Regions from separate parts of the Anas platyrhynchos genome. Here region 2 is linked to region 1. The links are chromatin contacts, called in public Hi-C maps. All regions are on one chromosome and are shown on one strand. Each heading gives the region's core, a stretch centred on a gene start, on an enhancer-like site or on the middle of the called end of the contact. The rest is flanking DNA. Distances are from core to core; before and after follow the strand shown.

Evidence for each region. A called contact is a pair of places that touch in the nucleus more often than the background predicts.
Region 2: a Hi-C map of F1 follicle shows a contact between it and region 1, with 4 times the contacts expected there. The contact joins two enhancer-like sites. A contact is called at or near these places in 5 of 8 Hi-C or Micro-C datasets (F1 follicle, liver, skeletal muscle and 1 more).

Annotation. Positions count from the first base shown.
Region 1 is chr2:9,455,157-9,462,929 of IASCAAS_PekinDuck_T2T, forward strand. It overlaps ASAP1 (ArfGAP with SH3 domain, ankyrin repeat and PH domain 1), which reads left to right. Exons shown (of 30, transcript XM_072034307.1): 25 at 853-1,014; 26 at 3,822-3,888; 27 at 6,779-6,837. Among named protein-coding and RNA genes, the nearest start is that of CYRIB, 42 kb to the right of the region's middle. Within about 2 kb of position 4,570, at least 1 of the 8 cell types and tissues checked has an H3K27ac peak or open chromatin away from gene starts, as enhancers often do.
Region 2 is chr2:9,542,129-9,549,901 of IASCAAS_PekinDuck_T2T, forward strand. It overlaps CYRIB (CYFIP related Rac1 interactor B), which reads left to right. Exons shown (of 14, transcript XM_072034311.1): 5 at 1,498-1,534. Among named protein-coding and RNA genes, the nearest start is that of CYRIB, 45 kb to the left of the region's middle. Within about 2 kb of position 2,958, at least 1 of the 8 cell types and tissues checked has an H3K27ac peak or open chromatin away from gene starts, as enhancers often do.

The DNA of each region.
Region 1 (7,773 bases), core at 3,320-5,819:
CAGTTTCTTGTTGAAGACATTTTGAAGGTGAATGGTGAAGTTAAATAGGGAAAACTCTTGTCTTCCCCTCGGGTTACTTTTTCTTTTAAGTAGTATCTGTTCCTGTGTCATGTAGAACACGCTGTATTGATTAATAGTTGTGCCAACATTGATTTGGGGGACATGCAGGGTTTAGGTGACTGTGTAAGGTCCTACAAGCAAATTTAACTATCTAATCTCAACCTGATCAAAAGGTCTTTCTGATATATGTTTATATATATGCAGCATACAACAATTTTCATTGCTCTAAGAATATGTTTAAGAAATAAAAAAATGGGAAATAACTGTAGGAAAAAAATTGGTTTATTTCAAAATACAAAGCAAAGAAAATTTGAAGACACATTTCTCTACCCTTCCTCCCCCCTCCACTTTCTTAGAGAGTTGGTATGTCATGCCCTAGAGAAAGGAGGTAAAAAACAACAAAAAACTAGCCACATAATTGAACATCTAGGATGCTATTTTGTTCTGATATGTGTAAATAGTAAGTGAAACCCCAATTGCTAAATGTTACTTAATTTTAAGATCTTTTTTAAACGATACCTGAAATTAGAAATCCTGGAGCGATTAATCCTGTATTTTCAAACATAAGTATGCGTGTTGTTTTATTGTCAAGTTGCTTATCTTCCCACAGCTAACCTGGTTACAAATGCGGTGAATGTGTCATTGAATCCAAATGGTGTTTTGGCATGGCTCGTCTTTTGATTTTAGTCCTTTGCTGCACTTCACTGTGGTCTGACTGTGATTTTTTTTTTTCGGTGCTGCTTTGCTGTTTATGCACATGTATTTGTAAGAAGGTTGTTTGTTATCTTGCAGGCCCTCCTTCAACCCTCCCTCTAAGCACTCAAACCTCTAGTGGCAGCTCCACTCTTTCCAAGAAGAGACCACCTCCCCCACCCCCAGGACACAAAAGAACCCTCTCTGACCCACCAAGCCCACTACCTCATGGACCCCAGAATAAGGGCCCAATTCCTTGGGGTGAGTTTTGAACTGCAAAACAAAAAGGGCAGGGGAAAAGCCTTTATGCTGGATGATATATGATCTTTGGTTTCTTTCACCTGGTGCTTGCTTTCCGATGATTGCAGCTTGATGTAATGTCAGCTCAGATAAATCAACAGTTCTGTCTTTGGCCACTGTAGCTTCCAGGCTTCTGTATCTGAGTCTCACTTGAGAAAAACTGAAAATATTCCACGCTTCCCTGGGGCCCAGCTCGGTCTCCTCTGCTGCCTCCCTCTCTCTACCCTTAGCTTCCCAGGCTGCTTCACCCCATCCCTCTCATCTGCTGAAACTTCTCTACATCTGTTCGCTCACCCCTGCTGCTGCCCTGACCAGCCAATTGGTCTGGGTGGATCTCAATTTGGGGGCAGATGCCCCCCCGGTGGGTCTGTGCAGTTCACCTGATTCCCAGAACAGCTCGTGGCCTGGGGCTCTGTACCAAGTCTCTCCTGTGCAGTGTTCACACCTACCTGGTGGGATGTGTTGTCTTATGTTTTCAGGTTTTGTGATGTTGTCTGTATCCAAACACGGATAGGTTTGCATCCTTCTACCAGCAGAAGTTATACAGAAACAGCACTTTTTTTTTTTTTTTTTTTTAACAGGATACCTCTCTGACACAGGCTTTTTAGAAATTAATTTCCATTCTACTCAAATTCTTCCTCTTTGCAATAAATGTTTCTCTATGCCGTCAACTTCTCCCTGTAGCTATCAATCTTAAGACTATGTAATTTTCTGTAATTTTAGTGATCCTGTCAGGATTTCCATAAATGCATAGATTTTTGAGCTGGAATCTAATACTTCCATAAGGGGGTCATCCATACACTACTCGTATCTTAGGAATGTCCTCTTTCTATTTGCATGTAAACACAAAATTAATATCATAAATGCATAAAAGCATTTTTTCTTCCCCCAGCAAAGTGAGTTACGTGTGTTAAATCCTGTAGTGCTCACATGTAGAATATTATCTGACTTAATCTAGGATTTAATATGAAGTGAAATACGGAGTCCAATGAAAGATGAAGCGTTTTTCTCAAGGAGTACAAAATGGCAATCTTTTTGATTATCTACTTTTTCAGACATCTGGGATAAGGAAAAATGTTTCCTACAGTAGTCCTTTACTATTTCAGAGGTAGTAAAGACATTGGAAGAGCTTGGACTTCAAAGATTTTTTTTGTTTAAAGTCCAAATCAACTCCTAGAATACCAGACACTAGAATATTACATAATGTAACACTACCAGAATGAAAGGTGTGGTGGGAGCCAATGCTAAGTTAGTGACAACTTTTCTTTAAAAATACCGGGTAACCATTGAAGGAAACCAAAATACAGGAAGGTGCAAGTGTGGAGTTAGGCTTTTTTGTAGTGGAACATTGCTTCTTCTGTCTTTCTGCCTACGCTACATAGACTAAACTTCAGTGGATAGAAGAGGGGCATTTTCTCCTCCTTTTCTTAGCTGAGAACTGCACAAAACTTGTTTCAAAGTCCATTTGGATTTGAAGCAAGTATTAAGTTTTGTGTTTATAAAAGAGGAAGGCCCTTGTAGATACGAGCCTTTGTGGCTTTGGTGTAAGAATGTTGTAAGATGCTCACTGCTTTCCCTTTCAGAAGCTCCTTTTCTGTGTTGCTATATTTCTTGTAATTTTGAATTTCAGCTTTTGTCAAGTCTGTGCATTAGCTGAGGCTTCAAGCAGAACAATCCTTAGCTTATGTCTAAGCAAATTAAGTTACAATTCACATATGTTCTAGAAATGTCTTTTTGATGATGCTGGATTTCCATAGCAACCATGAGATATTTTTGTTTTCCATAGGATCTATATGTGAAAGGCTTAGTTTGTTTTTAGTCTTAAAAATGTTTTGTACTTCTCCTTTCTTTTTTTCTTTAATATAAACAAAAACTTTTAGGGAGGCTCAGCCTTCTCTGTTTCATTTAGACCTCAATGCACTAAGAATGCTATCTAGCAAGGTATGTCATTCTTTTGCATAGGAAGTGTTGTGCATTCTCGGATCATTAAATGCCATTTTAGTCAATTTTGTCTCTGAAATAGATGTAATGTTTTTGAAGTTGGCTTTCAGGCTGTTGAGATATGCTGTAACATAAGGGAGAAGGGGGAACAAAAAAGGCACTAAAACAAAGTAGTTGGATAATGATTAATGAAAGAAAAGCTTTCTGTTGAAGGAGCTGAGAAGCATGTGGGTTTGGATTTTACTACATTTTGATATAACTGAATATACCCAGGATCTTGTTTTTACCATGAGTTAACGTTCAATTTATGGTGATATTATGGTAACAAGGCTTAAAGAATAGCCTTTGATTTAATGACTCTGTACAATAAAATACCAATCCTTAGAAAGTTGATACTTTGTGAATAAAATCAAATTTGTGTTGATTTTTATAACGGTTTGCTTTATAATTCAAAATGTAAACATCTGCCATAAATATATTTGGATACTGGCCTGCAGTATCTCCTTTTCAGAGAAAATTGAAACACAGTATTCAAAACAAATGCCTTACAGCATCAACTCAGCAATGTAATTCAGTCTTCCCTTGACAGCAGATGTGAGCTAGCAGTGAATTCTGAAATGTGCTATATGAAAGGTCAGATTGGATTATTGAGGTCCCTGTAGCTTTTTCAGTTACTAAATTGTTAGCAAAGAATGATCTTTAAAATCTTCAGGCATTGTATAGAGCATACTTGAAAGACTGTGGACTTTGCTTTAAGTTGCACCCTCTGCTGATCGTATTTCAGTTATCCTAATGTTCATTTTTGTAATTGTTTTTTTTCGCCTCAGGTAATGATTTGGGCCCACCTTCAACTAAGGCTGCAAATAAGTTTGAGGGGATGTCTCAGCAGTCAAGGTAAACATCTCTATATAAAAGGGAAGATGAAAAAAGTCTTTTGTATGAAGTAAAATCCTAGCTGGTTCTTCATTAGTTTTCTGCATGCATTACTGCCATACAAATACTTTGGCTTCATCGAGCCTCCTACGCTTCATTCGTGGCTGCCCATACACAATTCACCCTTTGAACAGGATGGACAGAATGACTTGTACCAGAATATCTGCCTGTTGTTCCTACAGAAGCGAGGCCTGAACTAGGGAATGTTGCCTCGGATCACAGTCCAGCGGGACAAAAGTTTAATTTCCACGTCTCCTGACATTTCATGTTATCTGCTTCAATGTGAGGTCTCATACCCGTAACTGTGGAAAAACAAAACATTTCACAGTGTCACTCTTGATATAGGTAGACATAGAAGTTAGCTCTATAGCAGAGAGGGATCGTCTCGGTCCTCCAGGTTGACTCTGTTCCTTTCTGCCAGGTTTATGTGCTGACACACAAGTCTGTAGGAACACAAAACATTCATCTGGCCCCTAGTTAAGTGTCTTTTTCAATAGCTGGACTAGTAAGGAGAGCCACATAGTCCTGTCACTGTTTGTTACTTCATCTGTGTTGCAATTCCAGAGTCCTTAGGTTCAAAGCATAGTAGTGGTAACAAACACATGCCTCAAGCAGGATGATGGAGTCCTTCTCTGGCCACAGATGTGTGTGGTCAGGGCATGGAGATGGATGTGTAACATCATGCACGTCACAGGAGATGTGCAGATGGAGCTTGTGGACATGCTCAGTGTGAGATCTGCCTTGCCTGGACAGACTGTGTTTGTGTTCTTGGTAGCACAGCAGACTTGCCATATTTGCTGAATCCATCTAAGTGTCATTTGGAATTCAAAGAAAAAGTGGTGATGTTCTGCATCACAAGGAGCTGGTGCCATACTTGATATGTGTAAGGTGACGGTAAAAGTGTGAGATATGTGCTTGATGGTATTAGTCAAAGGCCTGGGTAATTACATGTTGAAGATTGAGTTTGGCTCTTACAGTTTTATGTCATGATGTATTTTAGCTTTTAAAGCCAGGAAATTAAGCTTTAGTGTTCCATTGTGCTCATTTTCAAAAGTTACCTTCAGAAACAAGGAGTACTGGGATCAAGGTTGCTGATGCAGCAGAAGACTCTGCTTTGTTAAATGTATACTGACGAGCTTGTCACTCCCCTCCCTTGTTTGAGTAATTACTCTGAAATTATACTGATTTTTATTTATTGATCAAATTTTTTCATGCCTTGAGTCTCTTTTGTAATGTTTTTTTTGAGTAAGGAAATCTGAATCAACCTAAATATGTCATGAAGAAGCAGAGCTAGCTATAACTTCATCATCTATGCTTAAAGAGCCTCTAAATGAGAAGCAATGAAGTTACCCTAGCAAAACGTTCAGAAGGCTGGAGTCCAAAGGCACAAACCTCGTCAGAATTGTAACTTCGTTAAAGCAGAACAACCTGTCAGATTATTTTCCCTTTTACGGCAGGGTTTAGCTGGTGCCAAGCCTGCTGGTAGTTTAGGATTAAATTGAGTTAAGGAAGCAAGTATTTTATAAGATTGCTTGTTTGAGGAAACAGGTGTCACTGTTGTGTTTGGATCAGGAGCGAAACATTTTCAACAAATAGCTTATTTCCTTAAAGATCAGAGTTCATTTTAATGCATTGTTTGTTTTAAAACAAATAAAAAAGTAGGTCTTCTGGGGAGCCTCTTCCTAACTGAGTATAGAAAGCAAAAGGAATCACAACCATTTATTTATACATACTTGTAACTGATATTTGCAAAGCCTCGTAGGGTTCAGTGTCCTAAGACAGTGTAGTATGTCTCAAGGAGAGCTACCTGTGACATAGGTAGACCTGGCTGCTGACAGCAAGTTACAAAAGTATAATTCAGTGCCTGTGATTGATGTGTAAATTGACCACATGAAAAATGAAAATTCCAATCTGCTAGTCAAGATGTGGTGGTCTTATAAACGTCATCTTTGTGTTTCTTACTCACTGGTGTAAGAGTAGTTCTAAAAAGCATACAAGTATGTGCACAGATTTGTGTAATTCTTTTTGAGTCCTTTTCTATAAAAATGAGTAAGGTATGCTATTGTTGGAAGGATTGTGATTCTCTTTTGTTGAAGTTTGTAGCAATTTTTGCAAAGTTGAGATGTCCTGCTATGAATTCCAGGGGTGAAAAAAAAAAAAAGTCCAGAGTGGAAAGAAAGCATAGGAGGAAAGTTGATAATATGGAACTATATAAGACTTTTGTACTGTAATGAAATACTCCCAGCTGTCCTGCTTGTATTGTTGCTTACCACTATGAGTAGCTAACATGGCTGTAACAGAAGTTCAGAAGTTGACAATGATGTAGGGTGTTGCTTGCCTGCAGGTACCAGTACTTGAGTAGCAGATATGTTTTTGCCTAATGAAGTTGCAGTTTTGTGTGCAGTTACATTCATGCAAGGCATAGACCCAGTCCTGGAAAACTTCAAACCACTCGCATAAAGGACAGTTGATATTTTAAATGATTCTATATAGTTATTTTAATATTGAAAGACTGAAGATTCTTTCAAGTTCAGGGTCTCTCCACTGAGCTGGTCTGGGCATTCAGCTTCATCCATTTTCAGAGTACATTTTTGCACATTTTGTTTATAGAATAAATCTGCCCTGTAGCAGTAGAGCTGAGTGGTGTTTGTGTGTCCCTTTCTCTGTTTAGAAAAGCAGTCTGTTCTTAACAGCACTTTGAGTTTTGGGATTGTTGCACAGAGAAGGTGACAAATTGGTTATACAAAAAAAAAAAAAGTGGATTTTTCTAAATTATGGTTGTGTAGGGGAAAAAAATAGAAGAAATACACTTTATAACAATTGCACTAATAATTCACATCTGTTGATTTAGCACTGGGACTGCAAAGACTGCACTTGGCCCTAGAGTTCTTCCCAAACTACCTCAGAAAGGTAAGACTGTTTTTTGTGGGTATTCTCATAATTCTCTCTTAAATGTGTGTGACAGTATGTGTTTGTGTCAAATATACTGGTCTTTTCAGCAAAAGCTTTATTTCCAAAACACCACAAACCATGGAACTTTACATGGAACTTTAACTGAAAAGGTTTTGGAGGTTGGGAAACTTTTTATTAAACTAAAAGTTAGTTAGATCTATAAAACGTAGTGAAAGAAGGAAAAAAAAAAAATAATATCAAAACAATAGAAGCTGAAAGAGACCTCAGGAGGTCATCTGGTCCAATACCCCACTCAGAGCAGGGACAACTTAAAAACTAAACTAGTACTATAGATTGTCTTAGAGGTCCTTTCGGTCCTTTCCAACCTGAATGACTCTGCAATCCTATGAACTTTTTGACACGAGAGCAGGTTGTTGAATGCCATATGCAATCACTTTTTGAGTATCTGGGTGGATAACTTCTCTCAGCACTCCTTTTTTCATCTTTGGCCACTGTTATTGTTGAATTCTTTACCTAATATCCATATGTCCAGTTTCTTAATATCTTTGAAACAAGTGTGTCCATTGCCGTGTTTTGGCAAACAGGGTTGTTGTCCTTTTAACTACTTGGAAAGGAATCTGGTACTCTTATGTGCTCATTTATATACGTATGTATATCAGTGACAAACTTGCTGAGATCATCATCCCAGTCAACACCTTATGGTCTTTTTCTTTTTAGAAATGCTTTTTTTATCCTCTTTAAATAAAACCTGCCTTACGAGTTCAAAGGTTTTTTGCACTTCTGCATCAGACTATAAAATAGTAAGCAGGCATACATGCTACTTCCTCATAATACAGAATCCATCAAGAATACATTATGCGTGTATGAGTGGATGATTACTCAGGATTATAGAGCCTGAAGATCAGGAGGTGAATACTGCCTGTCCAAACTTTT
Region 2 (7,773 bases), core at 1,708-4,207, 85 kb after region 1:
AGATGGAATGGCCTCAAGTTGTGCCAGGAGAGGTTCAGGTTGGACATCAGGAAGAATTTCTTCATGGAGAAGGCTCTCAAGCATTGAAACGGGCTGCCCAGGGAAGTGGTGCAGTCCCCATCCCTGGTGGTATTGAAGAGATGTGGACAGGGCACACAGGGACGTGGTTTAGTGATGGGGCTCTTTGGGTCAGGCTGATGATTGGACTTTGTGATCTTGAAGGTCTGCTCCAACTGAGGTGATTCTGTGACAAAGATGGGAATCCAGTTAGTGGATTCCTGTCTTTCTGCCTGTTGTTTGGTCTAACAGACCTATAATTCTGAGCTCTCCTGGTTGCTTCCCTTTTGCCTAAGGGCTCTAAACTTCTGTCCTCCTCTCCGTTATCACAAGAGCCCTGGAAGACTTTTGTTAATAATCAACTTTCATTCATTTCTCTAAAGCCTTGAGGACAAGCTAGCTGAGCATCAGCACACTTCTCAAAAGTGTTCAGCGCTTACAAATGGGATATTCTATATGGAAAGATGTGAAGAGCTGAGCAATTCTTCATTTTTCTAATAATTGTATCAGTTGGAAATTTAGTCATGTATTTGTAGCAATAAACTAATACTGTTAGGGATTTTTAATTTTTTCCTACCTTTGCTCCTATTGTGCTTTTTCTGCCTGTCACTTTCACATTTACTCATATACTTTGGCCATTCTAATGAATTTGGACTGTTCCTGATTGTTAATAGCTCTGTTTAGTTAGTCTATCTAAATTTAGTTGGACTTCCAGTCAAAATAATCTTAACCGGTGCTCTTGACTACCCAGAAATCTGTTTTTAGGTAGAAACTTCTCTGTTCTTAAATGTTGTTTCCTGTGTGATTTTTTTTTTATTTCAATTTTCTGTTATTTCAGGAAATGAGCTTTTTGAAGTAGTGTTTTTGTTGGATCTGACTGGTTTTGGTTTCTGTTCACAACTTGAGTTCAGCCCCGACCTGTAGGGGACCAACATTTTCCAGTTAGTGTTCTGGTTTTTGTTGTTTTGCCTCAAAGTGTGAATTGAGCAGTCTATGGTCATGAGGAGGAAAAAAACATGCATAAAGTATCTGGTGAGAGTAGGTGGGATTTAGGAGAATATGAATTAAATCTAATTTTGCCACTGATATTTTATTACAGCTTTGACCCTCTAGTAATTAAATTTATTATGGCATATGTGTTCTTTCAGAGTATCTAACACCAGCAGCCCTTTTCCCTAGAAACAAGTTTGTTGCCAGATAATTGTTCCCTATTTATTTGTATGCCTACAGATAGAACAATTCTGCATTCTAGTTTTTTCATGTATTTTTCAAAAGTCAGTAACACATAGCTTCAGAACTACATTTATGAGGTAGATTCTGAAGAATAGTACTGTCTGGAGCAGATGTGTTAGCTTTTGCAAGGCTGCATAGCATTACACTGAAGTTTTTTGGTGCTAAGGAATGTATTTTCATAATCTTTTTTTTTTTCTTTTGAAACAGAGTGGAGGCCAAGAACAGAGTGCAGCACTGGCTGTAGGTAAGAACCGAAACTTAACCTGCTTGAAAACTTTCCCGACACATAAGGAATGAAAAATTTAATATGGACGGGTAAAATGGGCCATACTGAATATTAGCAATTTTCTTTTCAAGAACTTCTTTTCCCCAAGTTGCTTCCACGACTTCTGCAAGCCATCATTTTCTTTGGGAAACCATTGATCTGTAGCCTAATGCATGTGTCCCTGTGGTTAAAGATACTAAATGGGTTGCAAGCATTTGGATTTTTGTTTACCTGGTACATCGCCACACAGCCTAGTAATGATTTTGAAGACTCACTGTAGCAATGTGCGTTTTTAGTGTGTAGAACACAGTAGTTAGCCACACTTTAAAACTTATCCTGGAAGATCATGTTTAAAATTCTTGGAAAATTTGAATGGTTTTTCCTTCTCGGTATTTTTTTTTGTCTCTTTACTTATGTTACTGCATAACTTCAAATCTTTTCTGAGCCACCTGCCTTAAGCCAGAAGCAATTACTCTGAGAAGGTTTATAAATCTGAACAGGTAGTATATGCTCATGTGAAGGCTTTCCTTTCTAGTTTTATAACCTGCTACTTTTTTAAGCTACTTCACAATGTGTTATAGTATGTGTTTATTGTGTTGTGCCAGCATAGCTGTCTTTTGTGTCATATTAGTAAGGTAACTACCAAATGTGAGATGGGATATATTTTACTTCCATTCCTGATGAATCATCAAAAAGTCATTCAAATTCTGGGGAGATCAATTAATTTTTCATCAGTTTTATTGACAATAGTGGGAAAACATTTGAGTGCCATATCCAAAACTCTTTTTGATATCCCATTCAGAAATTAAGAATATAAGGCACAGTTGCCTTATATTATTTCTGTCACAGAAATAATTTTTCCCTGATTTTAGTATTTGGTAAATGTGTTGAAAGACTTGCTTTGAAAGAACAACAACAACACTGATTTTGTTGAGATTTGTATCGTTTTTTGTTAATTTTTGGAGAGCTTATAGTGATTCCAGATCAGATAAACAGTCCATCTAATCTACTATCTTGCCTGTGTTATGGAGTCTAGGAACTGGGTAAGCATACAGTAATATTTTTCCCAATCTGCAACAGATGGATAGGAGAAGATCCAGTGTTAGCAGTAGTAGTGTTTTCACCTGGTAGTAGCCTTTAAATCCAGAGTCACGGGTAAGTGTTTTAGCAAAGCTGCAATTTGAACCAGTGCAAACCTTTACAGCAGGCTGTGCGTTTGCAAAGGATACAGTGTAAGAGTAACTGAAGCAGACCATGGGGCTGCGTAGCCAAGTACACGGTCTCCAGGAATTACCATTTTATTTCCCTCTGGATACATGCACTTGGTTTTGCTAATCCTTTCCCACTCCTCACTTACTCCTCTACCAGGACAGTGCTGCTTCTGCTCAGGAAGGTGAGTCATCCCTCACAGCTAGCAAAGCTCAGGGTATCGCTGGGAGTGCTGCTGCCTGCAGGAGGAAAGGCTGCCCAGAGAACAGCTACAGCACATGGCAAGAAACTTCTGTTTTCTTTGAAGAAACTGCATCAACGTTTCTGGTGTTGAAGGGAAATTGGTTATAAACAGAAATGATGCTGGCCACTTGAGCAGCCCTTCAGTTCAGATATCTCTGACTGTTAATGTTTTCACCTTCTCCAGCCGTGCTGAAACAAAACAGCTGCCAAAAGTTTGATAGCATCTCAAACCAAAAGGGGATCACCAGTGTAAAGGGCTTGAAGGGATTGGTAGAAGCCCTAACCAAGCAACATTTTGAACGGGGAAAACACCAGTAAGATAACAATGGTAAAGTTCTAGAGACTGTTGAAAACTTTAAAGCCTTTAAAGAATGAGGCAAACTTCATTAGATGGCACTTTCTGAATAAGGTTAACAATTGAAAAAGCTTAAAATACAGTAATACTTGAACCTTTAACATAAATAGATGCCTAGGGATGAACAGAAACCAGGAGGGAATATATTGATGATGGTTCTAGGTTAGAAATATTTTCAGACCAAGTGTTCTTGAGTCAAGTGTAATTGTTAAATGTGTTCAATGTTCTTTAATGGCTTTAAATTTAAACCAGTATGTACTGGTTTTCCCCTAGCACAGCTGCAGACTTGTAGCATCCTTTCTCAGTGAATTGCGCTGACCTGCATAAAGACCGATCAGCTCCTTATTTATTCTTGAGCCTGGTTCCTTCTAGTTTTGTTTAGTGCAACTGGTAATGTTAAGAGTCTGTGTTTTGTTTCTTTATTTATGTGTTCCTCATATTACTTATGACTTTATAGTTCTTTGTTGTATTTTCCCCACATCAGAAAATCTTTCAGATGAGGAGCATAAGACAGCTGAACTGTTTCTTCTGTGGAAGTTGTGGCAGAGCTTTGATCATCTGTGCAGTCCTTCATTATTTTTTTCCTGTTCTTCCATTTCTTTTTTGAGATTAAGGGACCAGAATTCCCTTGTATAAATTGCAGATTCAATACTGAAGTGTAATGGTGTTCCTCATTCCTTTCTTAATTCTGAACACCTAGATTAAGTATTTTTTTTAGCTGTTTATGAGCGTAATTAAATGCAAGCCTTAGCTAAACTGAGCATGACTTAAAGGTTTTGTTCCAGAATTGTAATAGCTTGGAGTGGAGAATCTTCAGTATAAAGTTAGGGTAGTTTTTACTTTGGTTCATCACTTTACACTTCCACAATTGGATTTCATTGTCATGTCATGTTAGCTTTGTGAGGTTCTTTTGCCTGCCTGCCTTTTTCCTCACTAGCCTGAATATCACCATGAGTTGCAAACTTCCTTTTTACTGCTCTGGACCTCCCCAGGTCATCTGCTTATGTATTGAACAGCATTACTGTGAGAAACTCCCTCCACTGGCGATGTCCCTCCATAGTGAGAATTGATCACTTACTATTTTTGTCTGTTCCTTCTAACTGTTCAGGGATCTTCCTTATCCTGTAGGTAGGTTTGTTTTTCTCTTTAAAAGCACTCTTTTGAGTACTTTTAATGAAGGGCACTGGTAATCCAGCTAGTTTATGTCAGCCGGATTGCCATTATCTGATTGGCTTGGCTCACTACACTTTGATAGCCCTCCTTTCAGTAATACCTCCAGACCATATCTTCATAATATATCATCACCTCTTAAAAAGTTATTCTGTGTGCATTATCATAGCTAAACCAAGGAGGGTCTCCACTAAAGTACCTAATGAATTATGAGTCTCTAGGTCCCTTTCAGCTAGACTTGTAAATGAGAGCAAACACCTTGTGGTGCAAGATGGTACAGCTTTGCAGAATTCACTGAGGGACCAGTGCAGGAAATCAGAGCTCCACATAACGCTCCTCATACTTGCTGCTGATCTCACAGGATTGCAGGTTGTGTAACATCTCTGGAGAATAGCAAACATTCCCCTGTATTTCCAATAGTGGAAACTAGGTGGGAATTAAAAAGTATAAAACAAGATATTCAGCACAATTAGTTCGCATTGGTCTAGGCTTTTTTTTCCACACTACCTTTCTAACAAAGAAAAAATAGTATTGAGACTCAAGGTAGTCGATGCTATGCCTCATGAGACAATCTGAAGAACTAACTGGAAATAACAGACTGCTGCAGAAACCTGATCTTGCAAGAAATCTCTTGTGAAATTTTGAAGAAGCAAACAACCATGTAGAGACCATTTTTTTCCCAGCCTAATGCCTGTCTGACTTTGTTTCTGTTCTGAAAACAGATGGATGGGGTAGCATTCTGCTGATCGTCTTCTGTTGTACCGTCAGGAACCTGGTGGGTTTCGTTAGCTGACTGCAAGCATGCTCTGTCTGATGGGTGGTTTGGTAAAGGAAGGCTCTACAGAAAAATCAGAAAGCTTTCCTGGAATACCCAGTTCTGCCTTCCCTGCTATGAGTTTTGGAGGGCCATAGGACATCTATTCCTCTGTGGTTGGCCAGGGACAGGTTGTCAATGAAATTCTGAAATGGACAGTCAGCATCAGCTTCATACACGTGAGATTTGCGTTTGCACAAGCTAAGAAAATCTTTTGAGATTAAAATATGTAAATGAATAGATATACCCATCAGCTTTTTGACTAGATAATATAACATTGTTAGGATAGGAGCTGCAAGGCACTGAAAGGGCTTCAGTGTAGTGGTTCAGAGCCAAACTAAAATGAAACGTTTCATTTCAGCATTGAGGAGCAATGCAGATGACTGTACTCCTTGCATGAGCACATTAGATGGCAGTAATGGGCAGGCCGTTTGTCAGAGCCTCAGAGGAAACTTCATCCAGCTTGCTTACTGAAGTGTATGGCAGTCTGATTTGCATGGATAAAAATGGAGCTGTTCTGAAGGAAAACACATTTCCATATAAACTCGGGATTGCAAAAGAGTGCTTTTTCACGAGTAAAATGCCAACTCAAGGTGGTAGAGCAATTGTATTAGACCCTGTAGTGAAGATAGGGGTTGAACATATCTCACTGCTGTCCAGACAATAAAAGGAGAACTTTTTTTTTTTACTCTTGAATGAAAAGCTGACGGGAGGAGGGTTTGGCACACAAATTGTTTTGGTTGTGTGTTTATTTTTGATAAAGGAGCTTGATAGCTCTTAAACCATAGCCTTGAATTACAAAACTTATTATAGTAGAGAAATAGTGCTGTTTTAATAGGGATACCTTCTTTTGTAGAGTAAGAAGAGCTTTTGTAAAAATATTTTCTAAAAAATTTCAATCTCCATCTCTTGTTGAATGTATTTTTTCATCTTTATGTACCTTCAATATTTTCTTTATTCAAAGAAAGTTGAGAACATTCAGTTTTTATCATTTTATCAGTATGGAGAAAAAAAATACTTTAAGATCAGCCAGTTTTTCCCTGATAATCTCAGTTGGTTAAATACTGTATTTGGGCTGGAAGGAAATTGCTGGCTCTCAGTCATGTAAGATGCTAAGATAGTATAAAATAGTGTCAACACATTTGTTACACGCTTCCCTTTATCTGGAAGATGAAATTGTAAGGCAGTGACCTCTGTTGGAGGAGTTACAGCACTGCAGAAGACTTCCTGAGATTTAAAACTTCTAAGGAGAAAGTGAAGTGTAAATTGCGTTTGGGTATAAATATGTCTAGAGAAAGCCTTTTGTCTCCTAAAAGCTATGATTTTTTATTATTATTATTTTATTTTTTTTACTTACAGGCTTGCTCTTGGCATAGTTGCAGAGTTACTCAAGGGTAAATCAGAGTGGACTTCTCACAGCCTCATCTCTCCCCTTTCCAATACAAATTCTGTTTTAAAAATCAGAATAATCCTTCCAGACAAACTAGGTCTTGCTGTGAACTTGTCTGGCACTCCATAATGACATGAACTATGATAAACTAAGCCGTTCACTGTCAGCTGTGCCACTAAAATATTCCCAAATTAACAAGACTTCAACGCTGCCACTTCTAGAGGAACTGTGGAGTCTTCAGAGCCTTTCCCTAGATTTCCTCTAAATGGAAAAATGGTCTGAATAAACACGGAGCTGCCTGTATTTTACAATTCTGGTTTGAAGGAATGTGAGCCTTTTTCACTAGGCTGTTTTCCCTGGCAGGGCTCCGTTTTCCTGATATGGCAGGTTTTGAACTCACTGTTGTTCAGAAAGGAGCCTTTATTGATGATGTGTGATCTTAAAAAAAAAAGTAACTTCAGTTTCAGCAAAGGTAGTTCATTATATCAAAGGCAGTTTAGCCAAAAGAACTGGTATCAGAGGAAGCTCTAAATAACCTTTAAGTAGTACTTTTATTAGGCTAGCCTGAATATTTCTTTTTCTATAGAGAAACATTTTCTTGTACTTTTTTTTTTTTTGCTTTATTTGAGTAAGATAGGAAATTCAGTGGCTTTTTATCCCCTTTTTTAATTGTTCACGGGAATAAAATCAAAAATGATTTGTAACTAGTGGTGTGTGGAAGAATAACCGCTAGATGTCAGTAGTGGAAAGCAGTGTGTGGGCCTTTGCATAGGTTTAGACTGAAGTACGCTGTAAAAGTGTGTGTAAAATGGTGAAATCCTCCCTTTGCTAGAACAAATTGGTTAGTGGTGAATGAAATAGCACATTTTATGTGGAATTGGTGACTGGAGTGGCAATTCCTATATGCATTTGATTCAGCATTTAGATTCAGATTACAGCATCTGGACTGACACCTTCAACATTAATAACTTTATTATAGCTCTGATGGGTCTTGAATATGAGAGCAGCTCATCCAAAATCTAACCCATTTCAAGCTC